Regions from separate parts of the Mus musculus genome. Here region 2 is linked to region 1. A link is a contact called in public Hi-C data. All regions are on one chromosome and are shown on one strand. Each heading gives the region's core, a stretch centred on a gene start, on an enhancer-like site or on the middle of the called end of the contact. The rest is flanking DNA. Distances are from core to core; before and after follow the strand shown. Region 1 overlaps Ddah1 (dimethylarginine dimethylaminohydrolase 1). Region 2 has its middle 30 kb from the start of Ddah1.

Evidence for each region. A called contact is a pair of places that touch in the nucleus more often than the background predicts.
Region 2: a contact with region 1 is called in a Hi-C map of the N1E-115 cell line, with 5 times the contacts expected there. The contact joins two enhancer-like sites. A contact is called at or near these places in 5 of 484 Hi-C or Micro-C datasets (the N1E-115 cell line, cumulus cells, lens fibers and 2 more) and 1 of 115 datasets of contacts at active chromatin or transcription factors (pancreatic cancer cells).

Annotation. Positions count from the first base shown.
Region 1 is chr3:145,882,980-145,890,501 of GRCm38.p6, forward strand. It overlaps Ddah1 (dimethylarginine dimethylaminohydrolase 1), which reads left to right. Exons shown (of 6, transcript NM_026993.3): 5 at 6,105-6,248. Gm35187 (a long non-coding RNA gene) reads right to left here. Exons shown (of 3, transcript XR_003954575.1): 1 at 7,354-7,522. Among named protein-coding and RNA genes, the nearest start is that of Gm35187, 3.9 kb to the right of the region's middle. Within about 2 kb of position 3,337, at least 94 of the 459 cell types and tissues checked have an H3K27ac peak or open chromatin away from gene starts, as enhancers often do. A contact at or near this core is called in the N1E-115 cell line, muscle stem cells and pancreatic cancer cells, where this site is marked.
Region 2 is chr3:145,725,282-145,732,803 of GRCm38.p6, forward strand. No RefSeq gene overlaps it. Among named protein-coding and RNA genes, the nearest start is that of Ddah1, 30 kb to the right of the region's middle. Within about 2 kb of position 4,475, at least 82 of the 459 cell types and tissues checked have an H3K27ac peak or open chromatin away from gene starts, as enhancers often do. A contact at or near this core is called in the N1E-115 cell line, muscle stem cells and pancreatic cancer cells, where this site is marked.

The DNA.
Region 1 (7,522 bases), core at 2,087-4,586:
CATGGGCTTCCAGTGAACCTGTGAGTCTAGTCTTTTGGGTGATAAGATGGTGGTTTGTCTTGTCAGGATGAAGGTAGGCATGGGAAGTCAGACACACGCAGGCTTGAAGCCTACATTGCCTGTCTAAGTGAGTGAGTGACCCTGGACGTATTAGTGAATTTCTCTGCACTTGTCTTACTTTCACATGAAGAGAGAGATGACATCACCACATACACAGGGAGGGTCGTGGTGAGAAACAAATTGAAAAGAGGAAGAGAATACACACACCCACAAACACAAGCTGAATGTTTTCCATTCTCTCTGACCAAGAACGATGCTTAAAGATCAGCTGCCTCCAAAACCCAAGAGATTAAATCTTTGATGGTGGGATTTAGGTTACTGGGACAGTTAATCTTGTCAACGTAGTAGGATTTAGAATCACCATGGAAACATATGTCTGGATGAATCTGAGAGTGCCTCCAGAAAGGTTTAACAGAGCAGGAAGACCCACCCTGAATGTGGGAGGCACTGATTGATAGGATCAGGTCTCAGACTGTGTGCAAAGGAGACTGGGACTGAGCACCAGCACTCACCTCCCCCTGCTGCCTGGCTTTGGGGGGAGACTGGGACTGAGCACCAGCACTCACCTCCCCCTGCTGCCTGGCTTTGGGGGGAGACTAGGACTGAGCACCAGCACTCACCTCCCCCTGCTACCTGGCTTTGGTTACACCTGAGCAGAGCTGTACCTTGCCTTCTGTGCTTTGGTTGAGAGCCAAAACCCAGCCCTTCCTTTCTGTACGTTGCTTTGTCTGCACCCAGGAGAGCAGAAAGAACGGGCTACTTCCCACGTCAGGCCACAGTTAAGGCAGAACCAGTAGACGTACGGAAACCATGATTGTGAGTGCACAGCCCTCTATGAGACGCATCACCATCCCACCAGGGTTCAGGAACAGTGAAGAGGGAGCAGGGAGACTGTGAGGAGGATGGGGACCAGTGCTGTGGGATGCTGCCTTCGGGACACAGAGCTGCGGCTGCCTGTAGGAGCTCAAGCCAGCCAGCTTCCCAGCATAGATGAGGCGAGCTCCTGGGTCCCACGGCTGGCTGAGGAGCCATTGACAGTTGATGGCTGCTCCAGAGTGAAGAGTCATTTTTCTTTGAGAGTGGCCGTTGGGAGGTAGCCCATGATCCAGTGGTTGGCTCCACACTCATGCCCATATGGGTAGCACCAATTGGATTTGGTGGGGTCTATATTTTTTCGAAATAAAGTAAAATTCGAAGAGGAGCGTGTTGGGGAAAAGGTGGAAGAGGGGTGTGGAGATGGATGTAACCAAAACACATTGTATACTACTAGGAAATCCTCAAAGAATGAGTAAAAAATATTATTTATAAAAATACACATCTGGGAGCTGGAGAGATGGCTCCGTGGTTAAGAACACTGACCACTTCCAGAGGTCCTGAGTTCAACTCCCAGCAACCACATGGTGGCTCACAATCTGTAATGGGATATGATGCCCTCTTCTGGTGGTGTGTCTGAAGACAGCTACAGTGTACTCATATATACATGTACATATATACATATACATATATGTGTATATATGTGTGTATATACGTATTACATATCTGAAGTCAGGTGGTGGTGCATGTCCTTAATCCCAGCACTTGGGAGGCAGAGGCAGGCTGATGCCTGAGTTTGAGGCCAGGCTGGTCTGCAGAGTGAATTTCCAGGACTACACAGAGAAACCCTGACTCAAAATATTAAAATAAAACAAAATAAAATAACACACATCCAAGCCAAGTGTGGTGTCACACAGCTTTATTGCCAGCACTTTACAGATGCAGACAGGTCACCGCGAGTAGAACAGCAAAAGTTATGAGATGAGAGCCTGTCTCAAAAACAAGCAAACATGGCACACAGCCGCGGACAGGAGACCTAGCTTCATGGTAGAGAGCTCGCTCGGGTTCTAATCCTCAGTACAGTCATTTATTTAACTAGAGACATGGCTCTCAGAATGTGTTCATTCCAAGCCCAGCTGTGAGAGCCCATGAAATGTGAAGCCATGTTAGCAATTTATAATATTATCCAGTTATACTGGCTGAGCCCTAAAAGGATGGCCAGGATTTGGAGACTGCCATATATTGCTAGGCTTTCAATAAAACTCCTGATGCATGATAAACCAATAAAGAGTTATTTCAGCTACCTAGTAGCAATGAGAAGTGATTGTGCGTTGGGTCCTGTATCTCTTGGTGGAGTCTATAATTACTTGCTTTTAATATTGATTTCATTTTACTGTGTTAAGATGGGTACATACATATCTATCATGGAAAGATCAATTATGAGCAAGCCAAAAATGTGCTTGGAATATTTCCTAACCATCTTTAAATGCCTTCTTTATCTCTTTGCCTCAGTATTTGACCAATTAAGCCTTAAGTTGTTCTGTCCAACCACTCGGCCCAGGATTTTTTTTTTAATGTAATTGCTGTAATACAAAGAAGGCATGAGTAAGAAGCAGAAGAATAGGGCTGCCTTCCAATCCTTTCAATGAGAAAATTCCCAGAAATGTGGGAAACAGCCGGAAATGCCTGCTTAATGTGACTGGCTGTGCATAGAGTGTCAGGCTGAAAGCCAGCGTGTTCCCACTGGTTCCCATTGCTTTGTGGCAACTCCACTCAGGGGAGCCAGGCCAGGCCCTCCAAGAAAGCAGCTTTGAGAGATCCAAGGATGCTGCTGTGGCCCCAGAGATGCCCAGAGCCCCTTTCTCTCTAGGACTGTGTGCCTTCTGGGTTAAGAAGGTGCCTGCGATAAGAGAGGTAGACTCCACCCTCCCCATGCTTGGCACCATGCTTGAATTACAGATTGTCACCTCCAGCAGGCAACACTTAGAATATCCTTGCATCTGTCTATTTGCATACCACCTGACTTGGTCCTTGTGGCTGGCCCCAAGGGGACAGGCACTCTGTGAAGCCTGTTGAGTTGGTCCAGACATCAATAGCTTCCAGACCCAATTATCACCATTCTGATTTGGTTACTCAAAGTAGAATAATAATTCCACTGACAAAAGTCAGAGACAACATTTGGAATGTAGCCTGCCTCTGAAATCTTCCCCACCCCCACCCCCCACAGGCTGGATAGCGTGGCACTTAGGTGGACTTTTCCCAGTTGAACCTGAGGCCTCTGGGGATACAGAGGAAGCTGCTCCAGGAGGAATTTGCTGACGCACAGAGAGAGTTTAGGTGCTTTCTGCTTCCGTTTTGGTGCTGGGTGCTATGACAAGCAGGAAGTTCAGTCCTTACTGCTACACAGACATTTTACCAAGAACTCTGGAACAAAGCCACTTCCTCCATCCTTCTTAAGAAAAGGAAAATCCTGGAAGTCAGCCCAGCAGTCACATTCTTGGGATGCTTAGGATCATGTTCATCTTTCCCCAAGACTGAGTGTCCAAGAAGGGAAGAGAAAGCCTGTCGGTTACTGTCACCTCTGCTTGTTCTCCGGGAGCCTGGGCCCTTTGAAGTGTTATCCTGCCAGGGTGCCCAGTGTCAGTTCATCCTTTTGGTAACACACATGCACACACCATTGCCACACAAATGCACACACATACATACACACATACACACTCACGCATCTATATGAATACACAGACACACACACACACAGAAATGCACACATATAAGAACACACCATGAAGAGTTGTGATCCCTGCACCATTCACCCGCCTCTAAACAGCAAATTCACTGTATCGTGTGTGTGTGTGTGTGTGTGTGTGTGTGTGTGTGTGTGTGTGTGTCCTGGACGCAGCTATAAGTGAATGGCAAACCATCTCACCAGTCAATAACAGCACACAGGCAATGCAAATGAACCCTTTGGACAGGAAAGGGGAGCCTGGTCCTCAGCTAACATGGCAGACATACTGCAAGTCCAAAATAATCAACCCCCTGTGTCTCTTCTATGAAAAAGAAGGGTTGCTTGTCTATTATCTACAGTTACTGTTTTAAAATCATTTAGGGAGAGAGGGAGAGAGAGAGAGAGAGAGAGAGAGAGAGAGAGAGAGAGAGAGAGAGAGAGAGAGAGAGAGAGAGACCCAGATATATGAAGCTTTTGGTTTTTGAGTGGGACAGCACTGTTCACAGCTCCATGTGTGTATATCCAGTTCATTATTAAAAGTCATTTCTTACAGCATGGTTTATAATTTGCCACAAAATGATAACAAGGAGGCCAGGATGATAACAAGGAGGCTAAATTAATTGGAAGGGTCCTCCTGAGGTAGTACTGGTAATCTGTTAAGGCATTTGTTTTAAGAGAAACCCTCAGTAGAATTTATCAGTAAATTGCTTCATATATCTTCAGCATTAAATTATTCCCCCATTAAGAAAATTATAATTCTTTTTCTTCCCAGTAATGAAAGAAAAAATGAAACTATCTTCAAACTATTCCAGCTTGGCTGCCAGCCCTTATGTCTGTAATTTCTGGAATGCCCCCTCAGATGCTCTAATGAATACAGCTCAGGAAAAGGTGATTAAGAAAAGAGTGAGGAAAAGCAGAGATTAGAATTTCAAACAAATGCCATCATCAACTGAAGAAAACTCAAGTACGGCCAAAGAAGGAGAGGACCAATCCCTGGAGGAAGTTGATGGGGAGAGGGGAAGGAAGTCTGGTCTCTTATTGGCACTTTCTCAACTCCGGTACCTTGGAGACTTAGTGTGTTCCCTCGATGGTAAACAAGGAGTGGGCAGTGATGATGGTCCTTCTGCCCGGTTGTCACCCTTGGGCACATGTGAGTCAGATTGACAGGTGGGAGATCTGCCCTCCCGCTCAAGTGGAGAGGAAATCCTAGTGAGAACTCAGCTATGTGGTCTAGCCACGAAACTTCTTACTGTGAGTCTTGTGTTTTCTTTCTCTGTGAATAGAGAATGCACTGAGTCACCTATTTACCTAGACTTAAGCTGCAAACCCAACCAGCTGTTGTCTGGTATTCAATAATGGTGGAAGAACCCTGCCTCAATGTCCTGGGACCAAAACCTACTCATGCTCCTCCCTAGTGCTTGGGGAATTAAGACAATGAGCATAACGGGTTTTGTTTATGTGTATATAGGCTTGAATGGGAGCGGTGGCCATCACATACTATGTTTTGAGGGTCTCTTTGCAGCCTTCAGTCACTGGGCCTCTCTCTAGTAATCCTTGGTGCTGTCTCAGCTGTGAAGGTTAAGAAAGAGTAAAGTGAGCTGAATAAGAGAGATCTTTTTTAGTAGGGCAGAATTGGTTTAAATCTCAAAATGGATCAAAGACCTCAACATAAGGCCTGCAACTTTGTAACTGCTAGAAGAAATCATGGAGACACTTCAAATACAGACTCAGGCTAAGGAAGCTTATTGGCTCATTAAAAAATAGAAAGACATGAAAGTAGAAGGCAGACTAGTTGGGAAGAGAAAGGAGATCAGGAGTGGAAAGAGCAAGAGAACTGGAGAGAGGTAAATACAACCAAAACATATTATGCACATGTCTAGAAATGCTGAAATGAAACCCATTATTGTATATTACTGTGTGCTAATAACACATTAAAATGGAAAACTTGAGATTTGATAAGTATCAAATGTGTATCCTGGCACCCTATTCTACTTGTACTGTAGTATAACTACCTACTTTCAACTGTGATCTCTTGGAAATTTGGGCCTTGACTTTGATGTACATAGAAGATCAGATTGTATGTGCTTGTTCATGCTCACAGGCATCTCTTACTGACCATTCTGATGGCTGTAATGATCTGTCTTTCCTAAGACCAGGGCAGCCTTGTTTTCTCAGCCAAGAATATTCTCAAACTTCCAGCCAGATTTCTGCACCTGGCTGTTTTATGCGCTGCTGGCATGTCTTAGGAGCATAAGCCAGAATACAGATACGTTTTAAGCCTTAAAAACAGAGACAAATACAAACTTTAAGAGAACGAGAACACTCATAAGATCCCTGCTAGGTCAGGTTTCCTTCTTTTGGTTCTGAGTGACTAGAGGTGACGTCAGGAGCCTGAGCTGCAAAGCAGTCTAAGGTGGTCTTTACAGGTCTGTGTCCCACCCTACCGCCTTCCTCCCTGTGAGTGTGGGAGCCTCCACTTCAGCCTGCTTTGTTTGTTTTTTAATAGATCATGCAACAGATGAGTGACCATCGTTATGACAAGCTCACTGTACCCGACGACATGGCCGCCAACTGCATATATCTAAATATCCCCAGCAAAGGGCATGTCTTGCTGCACCGAACCCCAGAAGAGTACCCAGAAAGCGCAAAGGTAAAAATACCATCTGTCCTGCAGCGAGCCTCTCTGGGGACCTTCTCATGATGGAATGGCAAAAAGGGACATCCTTCTGCTGTACAAATCAAAACACTGACAGCAGAAAGGACTGCTGATAGCAAGGGAACCATGAATTGACTTTTTCTCTCTCATGCAGTTGGTCAGTCATTTGCACACAGTGACTGGGATGGTTCTGCCTGCTAGTTGGGGTTTCTCACACAAGAACTCCAAGGGCTGTGGGGGTAGCTAAGTGTCAGAATGCTGGCTTACCAAGCACAAAACCTCAAGCGGAGTCTCCAGCACTGAGCACAAGCAGGGTGTAATCGCACACACCTCTCTCTCTCTCTCTCTCTCTCTCTCTCTCTCTCTCTCTCTCTCTCTCTCTCCCTCTCTCTCCCTCTCTCTCTCTCTCTCTCTCTCTCTCTCTCTCCCTCTCTCTCCCTCTCTCTCTTTCTCTCTCTCTCTCTCTCTCTCTCTCTTAAGAGGCAGAGGTTTAGAAATCCAAGCCTGACCTCAGCTATACAGAGTTCAAGGTCAACCTGGGCTACACAAGACTCTGTCTCCAAAAACTAAAAATGAAAAAAGAACTCCTCCCAGCTCTTAGTGGGTATCCTTGATGAGCTATCATGGGTGCAGCTGACAGAGAGAGAGACAGAGAGACAGAGACAGAGACAGAGAGAGAGAGAGGACATGCCAATCCATGTGGAAGCCTGAAGACGATATTGGATCTTTCCTCAGGTACCACCCACTTTTTAGGGTTTTTTTGAGGCAGGGTCTCTCCCAGGCTTAGAATTTACCAGGTGTGCTAGGCTGAGTCACCCACAACCCCAGGGATCAGGGCACAAGTCTCCACTGCCCCAGTGCTTATGGTCACAAGTAGATGTCACCACACCCAGCTTTTTCTACATGGGCTCTTGGCCAAGAGCTCGGGTCCCTCTGCCCACAAAGCAGTCACTTTCCTCCTCAAATCCTTTCTCCCACCCTCGCTGTGCTTTGTACGCAGGCTGTGCTGTATTAGACAAGGTTTATTCTCTAACCTGGCTGCTCTGTTAGTACGGGGAAAGGGAGTTGGGTGGATGCAGAGGTAATCTTGTTCACTTACCATAGTAGAGGTGTGAACCTGAGGGAAATGTAGGGCTCCCAATCCTAGACAAAAGACCACAGTAGCTCCTAGATGAGCGGTGAGTGTATCGCACCCTCTTCTGTGCCAGGGTTGTTAACGATGCAAGCTCCTGGGCCCCAGCCTAGACTCTACAATATGAACAAGCTGC
Region 2 (7,522 bases), core at 3,225-5,724, 160 kb before region 1:
GGGAATCTATCTTCCGGTCAATAGTTGTGGACAGTGAAAAACCACCGTGTAGGGGAGCAGGGCGAGAGGGCACGGGCACTGAGCATCCTAACAACTTAGCCACCCACTGGCCATCTCTATAGCTCTGCAGAGAGCCCTAGGAAGCAAGGGAGGCCGGGCCTGCTCATAAAGAACTCAGAAGAGAACTAGTGAGAACTTTTTCCTGCAGATCAAGTTTCAGCAAGAAGATTCCTGGCCATGTAGCTTCAGCATTGCAGAAGAGATGGCAGTGGTCAGTAGTCACAGTGACACCAGTGATGCCATGGGAGACGCTGACACATGAGGTAGCATCCTAGGAGGCTCAAGCAACGAGGGCCCTGGCAGTGGGCGGGGATTGAGTGATAGGCAGGCAACAGACTGCAGGGTGTCTAACCACCAGATGTCTTCCCAGATGACAAGAGATTCTGGGAACCGGACTGGAATCCCAGCACCTGAGCATGTGTGGCCTCAGTCACACACATTTCTGAGCATTGTACTCAAGACCCTTGGAGCACATGTCCTGAAGTTACAGCAGCAGTCAGAAGGCTTCTCCGTGTGCTTAGCTTGCTTTGCAAGGATGGTGCAGAGGGTGCAGAGGACTGCTTCTAGGCAGGCTTGGTTTCCTTTTGTTTTGTGTGTATTGTATGTGGCTATGTGTGTGTATGTGTATGTGTGTGCATGTGTGTCTGTGTGTATATATATATATATATATATGTGTGTGTGTGTGTGTGTGTATGTATGTGTGTGTTTGTGTGTGTATATATATGTTTGTGTGTGTGTGTGTGTGTATGTATGTGTGTGTTTGTGTGTGTATATATATGTTTGTATGTGTGTATGTATGTGTGTGTTTGTGTGTGTATATATATGTTTGTGTGTGTGTGTTTATGTGTATATATGTGCATGCGTGTATGTGTGTGCATGTGTGTGTATATATGTGTGTGTTCTTGTCTTTCTGTGTGCAACACTCAGAAGGCTGAGGCAGAAGACTTTCTGTGGATTTAAATTCAGCCTTGGCTACATAGCGAGATCCTTCCTAAGTCCTTTCTTCAAAAAATAATCTCATTAAGCCTCTCTCTGCAGAAGTATAACTTTCTTTTTAGAAAGCAAATTGGAAGTTAGTTGACCCTGGGAGATACTGAAAATTATACAAGAATTGTCAGTTACCCAAAAGTTTTAGATCCAAAAGAGAATACTAACGATGAATTTTTATTCAAAATCTCTGGCTCAGCAAGGAAGGGCACTTACTGCCAAGTCTGACAACCTGGGTTCAGTCCCTGGGACCCACATGATTGGCTCGCATCTGCAATCACAACACCCCTGCAATCATAACAGACTCCTTCGAGTTGTCATGTGACCCCCCCTCCCCCCCAGTAAATAAATACAATGCAATAGAGAGCACCCAGAGCAAGGGTTGGAGCTGGCTCAACTGAGCGGGTTTGCTGCCCTTGTCCAGGACCTGAGTTTAGTTCCCAGCACTGCACACCGCAGGCTCACAGCTGCCTGTAACTCCCATTCCAGGGCATCTGACAGCCGGCCGCTTCTGCCCTCTGTGGGCACCGCACACACACACACACACACACACACACACACACACACACACACACACACAGCACACACACATTCACTTAGTATAAATGAACAAATATGTGGCAGGAAGAAATTTACTTCTCAAGGTCTGTGAGCTGTTAACTCGGGCGTCACTGGCTGAGTGTTCCACGCCCGCAGAGAGCCAGGCTCCTGGTCGTTCAGTGCCGCCTCAGCACTGCTTGTGGCTGTTTCATCACCTCCTGGGCTGTGTGACATTTTCTATTTCACTGAGGCCTCGTGTTTCTGACAGTTGTGTATGAAGGTGTTGGTCTGTGCCTGGCTTTCCACCTGCTCGCTGCCCCGCACTGTGGAGATGTTGCTACTGTCGTTAGTCCCCCAGTTCTGTTCTCTTGGGTTGAACCATCCTGGTGGTGCCCAAAACACTTCTGCTGCAGCAACATCCACCTTAATTTTCTGGTTTGAGTTAGTCAGGCAGAAAACACAAGCGGAGAGCAGTGCCTGTAAAGAGGCTTGGTTCTTCTCTGTGAACATCCGCACCTGAAGAAGGCCACGATAATCCTTGCGGAATGAGAACCTGGGCTTGCTTTCTGGCTGGGTGGAATTGATTGCTGAGACTCCTGCGGGGGCCTGTAGTATTGAATTAATCCACACGAAATTGCTGTCTGTATAAAGAGTCTGATTTGGCTCAACTGAAGAGGAAACCCAGCAGCCTTGGTTCCAGGGGTGAGAATTCTTTTAATTAGTTCTGTGTCATTAGGAGTCCATTGAAGACTATCTAAATTAACACACATCATTTAGAACTTGGAACCTGGAACCTGAAAGGTGAGATTTGTTTTTTTTATTCTTGCTCTTGGTGTTTTTGCTCAGTGTCCGTGTTCCCTGAACCTTAAGGAAGAATGGAGAGTGTATACAGAACCCTGGGCAAAGGCAAACAAATACAAATAGAAATATTACTTATTCGATTGCAGGTTAGAACTATCTTCAGTTCCCCGTGACAATAATTTAAACTTGCAGCTGTTCCTTTATGAATTTTTATGAGTTTTCTCTCTTTCTTTTTTTTTTCCTGCTGAGAAGACAATTCCACTACAGGAATATATTAACACGACGGCTTCCCCTCCCCTTTCCTCCAAATTTTTCAGTTATAATTCCATCTGTACTAAAAGCCAGTTCGGGCAGCCTTGGCCCAGACTTTTCTGCAGGAAAATCAAACCTCAGCTTCAAAATATAAACCAAAGGGCTGTTTTTTCCACCCAGGTCTTCTACAATTAGTTTCAGGTAAGTTACCATTAAAGTACTGTTCCTTAGAGCTAAAGGCAGAAACCCATCTACTTAATCATATTAATCAAAACATCTGCAGTCAAATATTCTCCTGTGTTAGTGTTCCTGGGTAGATTTAAATAACATTGACAGAAAACACTTATTTTCTCTCATTTTCAAATGTCAAGCAGGTTTTCAGAATCTGGTGTTCAGCACAGTTTGGGAGGCAGGAGTGGGGGGCGGATGGGGGAACCAATGATACACAATCCAGCTAAGGATGGTGTTTTCCTTTCTTCTTTAAGCCAAGAGCAATTACTTTTCATTTCGGGATTAAGACCTGCGGGGGTTGTGGCTGGTTGTTGGGGCTCCCAGTTGCAGCATGCCTCCTTGGTCCCTCGCCAGCCACAGCACTTGGCTGTGCAGGTAGCAGCTGGCGCTGGGAGTGCCTCTCCAGCCTACATTCCTTGGCCGTGAATCTCAAAGTCCTGTTTATCTGATGAAGACCTCTGGGTAGTGGATTGCTCATGACAGTGTCACACAGATCTTAGTGAGTGACATGGAAAGATACCGAATAGTTTTTCCTCTTAGAATGCCAACCAATCCTGAATTCCCCATCTCCTCCACTCGAGCTGATTGCCACAAAGGCCTGGGACTAAGAGCCAATGAGACTTTTCTTATGCCCACCAAAGTACAGCAGGACACATACAGGTCCTCTCTGTGAGCCTGTCACCGCAGTCTGTTCGGATTTTTAAAAATTACATCTGCGCCTTCAGTGAGCCTTACTCTGCATTGATAAGCCATTTCCACTGCACAGCAGTCTCTTGGAGTACCCTGGAAATTGGTTCCAGGACTTCCCTCCCACCAGAGGGTATAAGATTTGACATTTCTCAAGTCCCTGGTGTAAGACGGTGCACGTTTGCAGTAACCCTCCACCTTCCTGTAAGTTTCCATTGACTTTTATAACTACTACACTCAATAGGATGCAACATTATACACATATTATTATGTGCTCTTCAGAGAATTTTGACAAGAAAAAACTCTGTACATTTTCAACATTTCCCTTGAATTAAAAAAATTACTATCATGTGCACACGACATGCTTGTGGGGGCACACGCCACAGTATGAGTATAAGTATATAAGCGTTTTGCCTTCAGGTATGTCTGCTGTGGGCCACGTGTGTGCCTGGGGCCCATGGAGATGGTGGATACCCTGGAACTGAAGCTACAAACAAGTGGGAGGTGGAGAGTGAACCCAGGTCTTTAGCAAGAACAGCAAATGCTATTAACTGCTGAGCCATCTCTCTAGCTTCCCCACATCCAGTTTTACTTATTTTTTTAAAATCAAGCACGACTTAAGGGTCTGTGCTTGTATTTACAAACACCACCAGCAGCTTTAGCACACAAAAAGCCACTCTTCCCTAGGTTGTCAAGAGTTAGCATGGATGACTTTGTAGCTCCCACCCCATCCACCCCTTCATAGACCAACTTATTCATTCTTTGGGAGAGATGACCCAGAGAACTACAAAGACAAATGCAGATGAGGTGGGTGTGTGACTGAAGAACAGGAAGTCCGCTGTTACTGTGAGTAACCCAGAGTATTTGCCACAACTTGTCCAGAAGACGGTAGCTCTGTCTACAACAGGACTCCTCTCCTTTCTCTGGCTGCCCTCTGCTGGCACTGCTAGCCAGTGAGATAGTGACCCAAGCTGGGCATGTGGGAAGATGACTTGCTGCTTTGATGGACAGCTGGTTGAATCGCTTCAATTTGTGGGTCTACTGCATGGATCATCTGAACTTCCCTTTGCTGGGCCTTCGCCTGGGCAGCATTGACCTCCCAAGAGGCCTGGGCTGTTCTAGGAGCAGACATCAGTCTGCTCATCTGTGTGAGATGGACCAAATGGCCTTGTGTTTCCTCTTTGTCTTTTGCTTCTTTCATCTCCAGAGCCATCCCACGATGGCCAGCAGCTGAGCCAGGTCCTTCCCCTGCCAATCACAAATACCCTTCCCTGTTCACCAGTCCCTGGGAGCCTTCACCCACTCCATCAGTGAAAGGTATTTACAAGGGTCTGGGAAGCCTGACAATCTGCTAATGCAATGCTGGAGATAGCCCGAAAGAAACTCTAGGCTGGTTTCCTGTTTCCAAGGACAGCAGGATGTGTCAGCTGCTGGAGCAGCCGATGCCCTTGGAGAGGAGAGAAACTAGAGAGTGTGACCAGTCGGTGACCTCACCCTCCTGCTGTCCCAGGGGTGTGGACAGGTTTCTGCTCCTGGTGGCTAAATGTCAGTAAAAGGGGATGAAAAATGTGATTGTTTTCCTTTAAGAAATATTAAAAGGAGAGTGGTGTCTGGGAAGTAGAACCATTAGTGGAATCTATTCCAGTATTATGGTTAATTAATTTAGGGGGCTTTAATGCTATTTCATTATGCAGCCTTTGAGAGCTTTCTGGTAAATGCCTATCCCATAAATACTAACATGACTTCATATGTATAATTTCCCTTCAGAAGAGTGAGGGTGAATTATGACCTAGGAACTAATTTGCACACAGCTCTACCCAGACAATACAAAGATGCCTCTTGATGAACACCGTTCACTGCGTTTGGAAGCTCGGGAAAACACTCGGACAGGCCATCTACATTTTAAGGCCACGGTTGTCAGTCTGGTTGCGTCCCAAAGCAAAACACTTGGCCACCAGTTTCACCTTGCTAGGAACTAAAGAGCTGCCTTCTGTACTTTATGCTGATATTAAATAGTAAGCATTGAACTGTTGGAAGAAACAGCTCCGTGCACAGATAAATCGTTCCTCTAAGATGGCTGTGTTTCAGTGCATTATGTTCAGTCCTATTTATCCATGCCTCACATTTAATCAGCCAATTTTCTATTTATGAAATACGTATATAGGTTCCTTAGCTCTGCTCAGGTACAATACAGTCCAAGCACCAGCCCACACGTTCAAAGTCCCCGCCTTATGAACAGCCTCTTTTGGAATGTCAGAATTTTTAAAAGAAAATATTTGGATTTCATCATTTAGAAGGTGTGCTGTATTTGTTCAATATTATAGCAGTCTGTGATGTTATTGAAAAATATTTGTTTTGCCAGTTTGACAGCTTTCTAACAGAGCTCTTGGGTTTAGTTTTGTTTATAGTTCTGTGCTTCAATAGCTGGCTTGGGATTAAGTGGATGTCTGTGTTTTTGTCGAGAGTTTATTAATTGGTTGCCTCTGAAAAATATTTTAAGCGGAAAGTCATTCCCAAACAGCAGCGGTAGGAAGCAGCATTGCTGAGCTAACTGTAAGCCGTGTTCTCTGGTCATTCTCTCAGTGGACATACATTTAACACACGCTGGCTGACACTGACTTAGCCACAGGTGACGGGGCGCAGAGGTCTCCTCCAGAGCACATGTTGGAAGTCAGTTGTCCCTGGAACAGTATGGAAAGGCAGGGCCATCAAGAGATGATTCTGTTATTGGAGCAGAGCCGTCACAAATCGATCGAATGACAGTGCCTTCAAAGGGAAGGCTTAGTTACAGTAAGAGGAGATTCCTAACCAAGAGAGTGACTTGGCCCAGTTTCTAGATCCCCCTGGAGTATGCTTGCTTAGGAAGCAGCATGAAGCTCCCCCATGACTTCCCCAGCCAAGACAGCACCATGCTCTTGGGTTTCCCAGCCTCCTGCAGTGTTTTGCAATAGCAACAGAAAATGAATCGAGATGATAGAAACTGTAAACGTGGCCCCTGTCACCACAATAGATCTAGAGACTTAGAAATACATGTTACACTTGATGTCTTTAGAAGACTGCTTTAGGGTTCCCTGGGATGCCCAGCTCCTTGGATGCCCTTGTACCCTCTGTGAAAATGATGCAGGATTTGCATGTTATCTCTACACACCCTCCCGTGTGCTTCAAATAATCTCTGGGTCACTTGAGACACCTACTGTGATGCAAGTGCTATGGAAATGCATGCTTAAGTGTTTTGTCTGGGCAATAACGAGAAAAAAAGCATATGCGTGTTCAATATTGACACAAGCTTTAAAAATAATTTCAGTCTGCCCTTGGTTGATTCCAAGGAAGGGGGACCTACTGCTATAGTGTATTATTTCAGAACATTTGATTCATCTTTATATTGACATAGTCATAAAATACTGTCTTTAATATTATAACGGATGGACGGCTTATGAAGGCACAAGTTCAGGAACCTCTGAACACACACACACACACACACACACCCCAAATAAAAATAATAAGAGTTGTGAAAACTGGGCAGTAGCGGCACACACCGTTATTCCTAGCTCTGGGGAGGCAGAAGCAGGCAGATTTCTGTAAGTTTGAGGCCAGTGTGGTCCACAGAGAGTTCTAGGACAGCCAGGGTTACACAGAGAAACCCTGTCTCGGAAAAAGAGAAAAAAGAAAAATGATAATGGCCTCCCTTCTGGGCTGAGCAGCCCATGGGACACGCCCATTAGCTCCTGTTTGCTCAGCCAGTCACCAGGTGAGTCTTTGGTCCAAATCTACCCTTTGCGTTAGCTGTTAGAACACCAGTGCACATAACAGAACTTTAAGCGCATGTGACTCTTTTTGCTTGCTTATTACAATGATGCCCGTTCTGAAAAGAGTTGTGTGCAGCTGATTGAACTGACTACAGAGTCCCCAGTGGCTCTTGCCACTGAACGGACACACTACAGGGCAGCTGCCCAAGTCTGTGTCG